2 separate regions of the Pan troglodytes genome follow, and region 2 is linked to region 1. The links are chromatin contacts, called in public HiChIP or PLAC-seq maps. All regions are on one chromosome and are shown on one strand. The core of a region is the stretch at or near the end of the contact, and the rest is flanking DNA. Distances in the headings are between cores, read along the strand shown.

Evidence for each region. HiChIP or PLAC-seq counts read pairs in DNA pulled down with a chosen protein or histone mark.
Region 2: a contact with region 1 is called in an H3K4me3 HiChIP or PLAC-seq map of stem cell-derived excitatory neurons, with 4 times the contacts expected there. The contact joins the promoter of PTMA here to the promoter of NCL in region 1. A contact is called at or near these places in 1 of 7 Hi-C or Micro-C datasets (stem cell-derived neural progenitor cells) and 1 of 1 datasets of contacts at active chromatin or transcription factors (stem cell-derived excitatory neurons).

The regions. Positions count from the first base shown.
Region 1 is chr13:133,709,140-133,712,374 of NHGRI_mPanTro3-v2.0_pri, reverse strand. NCL (nucleolin) reads left to right here and starts at 1,507. Exons shown (of 14, transcript XM_516145.8): 1 at 1,507-2,807. The coding sequence starts at 2,790.
Region 2 is chr13:133,951,060-133,954,376 of NHGRI_mPanTro3-v2.0_pri, reverse strand. PTMA (prothymosin alpha) reads right to left here and starts at 1,466. Exons shown (of 5, transcript XM_054678827.2): 1 at 1,250-1,466. The coding sequence starts at 1,252.

The DNA of each region.
Region 1 (3,235 bases), core at 258-2,757:
AAACGTGGAGCACTGTCTCCCAGCCTTGGAGCTCAGGGGCAGCAGATAACCTGAGCCAGCTGGAGCAGGTGGGGTCGCTCTTGGCTGGAACTGCCATGGAAAACCCCAACCAAAGACAGCACTTGGGAGAACATCTATGAAAATGTAAAAGTCCATACCCTTGACCCAGCTGTTCTACAGATATGATTTGTGTAAAATAACGCAAGTGAGAATATTTGCTATAGCAGTTTGTAATGGCCAAACATAGCAAAAAACCCTAACTATCCAGCAATGGTGACTAGATAAATTGTGATCCTTCCACACAAGGAATGCCATGTAGCTATTAAAAAGAATGAGGCAGCTCTACATGTGCTGATGTAGGATGAGTTACAAGATACATATAGTTAACACAAAAGAAGAGCTCAGAACAGTGTATATGATAGCGTTTGTATTAAATATAACAAATATACTTGTCTATTTGCACGTACGGCTGAATCTGGAAGGATATACAAGAGACTGCCACTGCCTTGAGACTGGGAGGCCTAGGGGACAGGAACGGGAGGGAGACCTTTTATTGTGCACCTGTTTGAATCTTTTGAATTTTGCACTATGTGTATACTTTACAATTCAATAAATACTCATGTTTTCAAAAGAAAACAAAAAAGCATTTAGAAACAAACAGGCCAGACGTGGTGGCTCACCTTTGGGAGGCTGAGGGGGGAGGATTGATATAGCTGGGGATGTCAAGGCTGCAGTGAGCCATGATCCTGCCACTGCACTCCAGCCTGGGGGACAGAGTGAGATTCTGTCTCAAAAAAAAGAAACTGGGATGACACAGCAGTGTCTTCACTTATATCCTACGCCTCCACTGCTAGCTAAGCGACCCTGGACAAGTTAATTTACCTCTATGTCCCAGTTTCTGTAAAACAGTGGTAACTTTTTGGAAAGGTTATTTTGAAGAGTAAGTTAATTAATATGTAAAGAGCTGGAAGAGCGCCTGGCACTGAATCAGCATTATGAAGTGTTAGATATTGCTATTTTGCTGCCCCAGACCAACTCCAAAGCAACGCCACTTGAGCCATGCCGGCTCTCCCTGCTGCTGCTTCTACCTAAATACTTCATTCATTTAACAAATAATTTTATTTTCTTTCTTTTTTTTTTTTTTTGAGATGGGGTTTCGCTCTTGTTACTCAGGCTGGAGTTCAATGACGCGATCTCGGCTCACTGCAACCTCCGCCTCCTGGGCTCAAGCGATCCTCTCATCTCAGCCTCCCGAGTAGCTGGGACTCCAGGCGAGCGCCACCATGCCCAATTATTTTTTGTGTGGAGACAGGGTCGCATTATATTACCCAGGCCGGTCTCAAGTTCCTGGACTCAAGCGATCCTCCTGCATCAGCCTCCCAAAGTACTGGGATTACAGGCATGAGCCATCGCACCCGGCCTTAACAAATGCTTTTCTTTCTGAGACGGAGTCTCGCTCTGTCGCCCAGGCTGCAGTGCAGTGGGCACTGCAACCTCCGCCTCCCCGGTTCATGCGCCTCGGCCTCCCAAAATGCTGGGATTGCGGATCTGAGCCACCGCGCCCGGCCTGAGGTGATTTTTAACAAGTACAGCCGTAGCTGCAGATATCCTGGTTCTGTAGGAACAATGAGGTATGGATGGATCCATAGCTGGACCTATGGATGGGATGGATCCCCGGTAGGCCCTGGACAGAGGGAAATGCTCTGGTTTTCGAGTGAGACCCACCCACAAAGCTAACCGTGGAAGTCACTGGCGGCCTCCTTCGCCCTGCCGCCGGGGAACCCTGCCGGTGGCTCTCGACCTGCTCCCGGGCCATCTGGTGACACTGACTTCGCAGCCACCACCTTAATTGGCGCATTCGACCCAAATAATAACCAGGGAACCTGTGGGCGGTCAAAGGCCCGGCTCTGCGGTCGGCCCTCCCAGGCCCCTCTCCCTGCCCTGTGAGGCCAGAAAGTTACTTCTCCGAGGCCGTTCCCCATGTCGAGAAATATCTCCCGCTTGAGGTTCTGTGGGGTAGGGGAGGTTCGTGCATTTCTCACAGAAAACCTCGCACAGACCCGCGACTGCCTTTATTAACAGCTCTCAGGAGACTGCCTGCAGCCGGGGGTGCCTCCGGCCCCATGCTCGCGGGCAAGCAGGGCTACGCTGTGCCTCCAAAAGGGCCAACGGGAACTCTGCGGTCCCTGAACTTCCGGTGCTGGCGGACTCCTCGCTCCAGGGCCACCAGAAGCCGCGGCGTGAGTGCGTGCCGGGACCGAGCGCGGGGTATCTAAGGAACTCCAAGGCTGCCCGAGCCTACGGACCCAGCCACATTGGCGAACCGGAGACCGCCCGATTCCACCACCCCCTCGCTCCCCTCACAGCCGGCGCCAAAAACGCCAGTCCCACGACGCAGGCCGGGACCCGCGCGCCCACGGCCCAATCAGCGCGGGCCTTGCACAAAGCGAGCCCCGCCCCCACGGCGCCGTTGCCAGCCCCTCCCCCTCCCGTGGCCGCCTCGGCCCGCCTACTCCCCGCCCCGCGCCGTTCACGGTTAGAGGCTCGCGATTGGCTCATGGGGACGGCCGCGAGCTTTGGTTGGTCGGCGCGGAGTCACGAGGGCGCCGTCGTCGCCTTTCCACAGGCGATTACTGGGCAGGCTCAGTCTTTCGCCTCAGTCTCGAGCTCTCGCTGGCCTTCGGGTGTACGTGCTCCGGGATCTTCAGCACCCGCGGCCGCCATCGCCGTCGCTTGGCTTCTTCTGGACTCATCTGCGCCACTTGTCCGCTTCACACTCCGCCGCCATCATGGTGAAGCTCGCGAAGGTAAACGGCCTTGAGCGCGAGCGCAGACGTGTAGGCCTGCTTTCCGAGGGGCGAGCGCGGCGCCGCGGGGAGGAGGGCCTGCGCGCAATCCCGGGCGCGTTCTAGGGCGCCATGCTGCGGGAAGTCTCGCGCGATTAGTGGGGAGGTCTCGCGGCTTCTGGCTACTTGGTGGCGAGGTGAAGAGGTTCTGCAGGTGCTGGGGGCGGCGAACGCGGCGGGAAAGACAGAGTCACTGAGCGCGGGGAGGGGGCGCTGGGTCTTGGGGTGGAGAGATGAGACCAAACTCTTGCGACGCGTACGAGCTGGGACTCGACTCCTGACGCACGTGCCCGGGAGCGCGGCCTGCCACGTGGGCCGCGCCGCGTGGGTCCTGGAATCTCCAGAGGGACCGGTGCCTTGGGCCGGGAAATGGCGGTATCGGCCCTAGT
Region 2 (3,317 bases), core at 217-2,716, 240 kb before region 1:
AGGCCCTTCTCCTCCCGCCGCCACTCATACCGATCACAGACGAGTTTCGAGGGCCGTGAGCCGGCCTCCGCGCCTAGCCCTCGGCCCCCGAGGGCGCCCGGCCCACTCCCCGACGGGCATCACGTCTGCCCGCGGCGGTTCCCGCCCCCTCCCCCGCACCACACAAAGAGTGGGCTGCCTGAGGGCACCGCGCCGGGGGCGGGCCGTTTCCCCGCGAGAGGGAGCAATAGCGGGCTTGAGGCAGTCCAGCTGCTGCGCGCCAAACACCGCCCGAGCGGCGGCGCGCGGACCCCGAGGGGGCGGGCGGCGTCCAGCCTCACCTTGGTGGTGATTTCGGAGCTGGTGTCTACGACTGCGTCTGACATGGTGGGGCACGCCGGTGATCCGATGCAGGGGATTAAAAAGAAAGCGAGAGTTCAGGGACTCTGGCGATAAAGCTGCCGGAGTCCGCGGCGGCGGAGGAGGCGCGCGGCGGAGGCGGCTGCGGCGAGCAAGGAGGCGGACGAGGAACAATGCAAAGATGGCTTTTCAGAGCAGCCAGTGGGGGACTCACGCGGCGCCAGAAGCTTTAATATAGATTAGTGGGCGGCGCTCGGCTTCCCATGCCCGGCCGCTATTGGCTGAGCGCAGGGAGCGGGCGCTCGCTCATTGGCTCGATTCCGAACAATGGACAAGCGTGCTTAAAGCGGCAGTGCCCCGGCGCGTCCCGCGCTGCGCAGTCGCCGATCGCACTGTCATTCAAGGCCCGAGTTTGCCGGGTCTCAGCGGGGCCGAGGGCGCGGGGGAGGGGTGCGCGAGCGCGTTCCGGACGCGCGCTCCCGCAGCTGTTTTGCTGGGGCTGCTGACGCAGAAAGCCAAAGCGCGGCAAAGCTGCCCGCCCAGCCCCCTTCCCTCCCTCTCCCGCCCTCCCCGCGGCTGCTCGGAAGGAGGGGGAGGGAAGAGGGGGAGGGAAGAGGGGGCGGCGGGCGCACGACGGCTGCCAGCGCGGGGGAGGGGAAGGCGGGGTGCTGGGCCGCGCTCGCCCCGGGCGGTGCCCAGCGCAGTGCCCGCGGAGGTGCCCGCCCCCCGCGCCTGGGCGCCTTCGACCAAGGATTGTCCCAGTGCAAGTGGACGGCAGCCCCACGACGAGCAACGAGGTCACGAGGCCGAGACCCGGGCACCTGGGCCGCCCCGTCCCTCTGCCATGCCCTCGCGCCCTCCCAGGGCAGGGCACCCCTAGTCCTGTGGGCAGGCGACCCCGATTGCCCACCATCAGGTCCGGCGTCCGTCGGCCAAGTAGGTCGACAAGCGGGCACCGTCCCAAGCACACACGGATTCATGTATCAAGCGGACTCGATGCGCGATGCCGGCTCCAGCCCTCGAGTGGGACAGCCCGCGGGCCCCGCACGGCATAGCGGTCCCCTCATTCTAGGGCTCTAGTTAGGGTCTGTCCCGAGCGGTCACTGCCGTCGCGACAGCCTCAGGGCAGCCTCCTCCAGGGGCCTGCCGGGCCATCGAGTCTACCCTTCTCCCACCCCACTGCTGGACTGCGATGGGCACATGAACATTACAGAGTTCCTCGGGGAAAATCATCGTCTCTGGAGCCAGTTGGGCTAATCTTTGGGGACTACCTGAAATTTGGGGGGCCATTTAGAGAACCATGCGGAGCCCCGAGAAAGGGGAGCATCAAAACGCCACACTCAAGATGGCGCCGGGCTCGGCAAGCGTGGCGTGACGTAGCGATCTAGCTCACGTGGGCGATCCGAGAACAACAGGCTACGCTGGCCTTATCGCCACCGCACTTAGCTGTCGAACTAAGAAATCGGTTGTGTGGGAAAAAGGACCAGAATAGGTGGAAACATAGTCCAGAAATTTACCTGTGCCACACACAAGATGGCGAGACGTAGGGTTCGTCCCTGTGCTGCCAAAAGGGGGCGCCCGACACGGAAGGCGGGACTCCGGAAACACGAGCGCACATTGGCCGAGAGTGGCGGGCGAACACAAAGTTGACGCTTTGCGTCCTTCCATTGGCAGTTTCTTCCGTCTGTCTCTCGGGTGCAGCCGAGCTGGGAATGGGGAAAACCCGGAGTGTGGGATCGTGGAGGGAGGACGATGCCAAGTCCCGCAGAGCTTGCGCTCGGGGCTAGAAGAGAGACTGAGTCTCCCTTCTCAGTTTCATTAGGTAATGGGCGACATGGCTCCGTCTCCACAGCGGGGCTTTGCTGAGCTTAGCACGCAGTCTCCCGGCGGGGAGGAGGCGCGCAGTGCCGGGCGCCACTCCGTCTCCAGTACGCGTTAGGCTCGCGTTCCCAGGTGCCCGTCTGGCCGCTGGACTGTTGGCCTTTCCGGAGCGAGTTTTACTTTAGGAAGAAGCCCGGGCTCCCGGTAGTTTGGCCTGAAGAAACGTGGGGCAGATGCTGGGCAGGGCGGGGATACCGCGCCAACACCCACTGCCCAGCGGTCGCCCTCCTATGCAGCGGCGAAGGGACGCCCGCTGTGTCTCCGCCCTGCCCCCAGGCGCCCCAGTGGCTGGAGGTGGCATTCTCCACTGGACGGGCGCGCCTCAATCCGGGGGACTTCCACAGTGCTGTTCCCGAGGACCACGCGTCTCAACTCTTTGTCGGGTTCCCTCCCTCCCACTGCCAGTCTGTCTTCACCGCCGCGCAGACCTGGGGCCGCCCTTCACAGAGGAAGGGCTCCTTGGCCTCAGCCACCGTGACCCCCTCCTTTGTGTCACATTCTCAGAGAGTTGGAGGGATTATGCGTCATCGTAAACAGGGGGACAGAGCGCCTTCCACCTGCGGCGCATCCATTAAGTTCCAGTTACCCTCGAGAGGATTGTTTTTTCCACGAAACCCAGATGCAATGAGAGCCTGGCTTGTACCATCTCTAAGCATCGAGGCTTCCCCCTCGTCTGGGTGGTGGCCTTCGGGCAGTGGCTCCGGAAAGGCCATCAAGGCTTCCCCGTCGTCTGGATGGTGGCCTTCGGGCAGTGGACTGTGTCCACAGCTGAAAACCAGACTTGACAGTTCTGGATTCAGGCTGTTGTGGGAGCGGGAAGGTCAAACACCCAGAAGGAACTGATGAATGTGAATTTCCCTCTAAGAACTGCTTTGCCTGGCCGGGCGCGGTGGCTCACGCTTGCAATTCCAGCACTTTGGGAAGCTGAGGTGGGTGGATGCCGAGGTGAGTGGATCACGAGGTCAGGAGTTCGAGACCAGCCTGACCAACATAGTGAAACCCCCGTCTCTACTAAAAATACAAAAATTAGCCGGGCCTGGTGGCGTGCGCCTGTAATCCCAGCTACTCGGGAGGCTGAGACAGGAGAATCGCTTGAA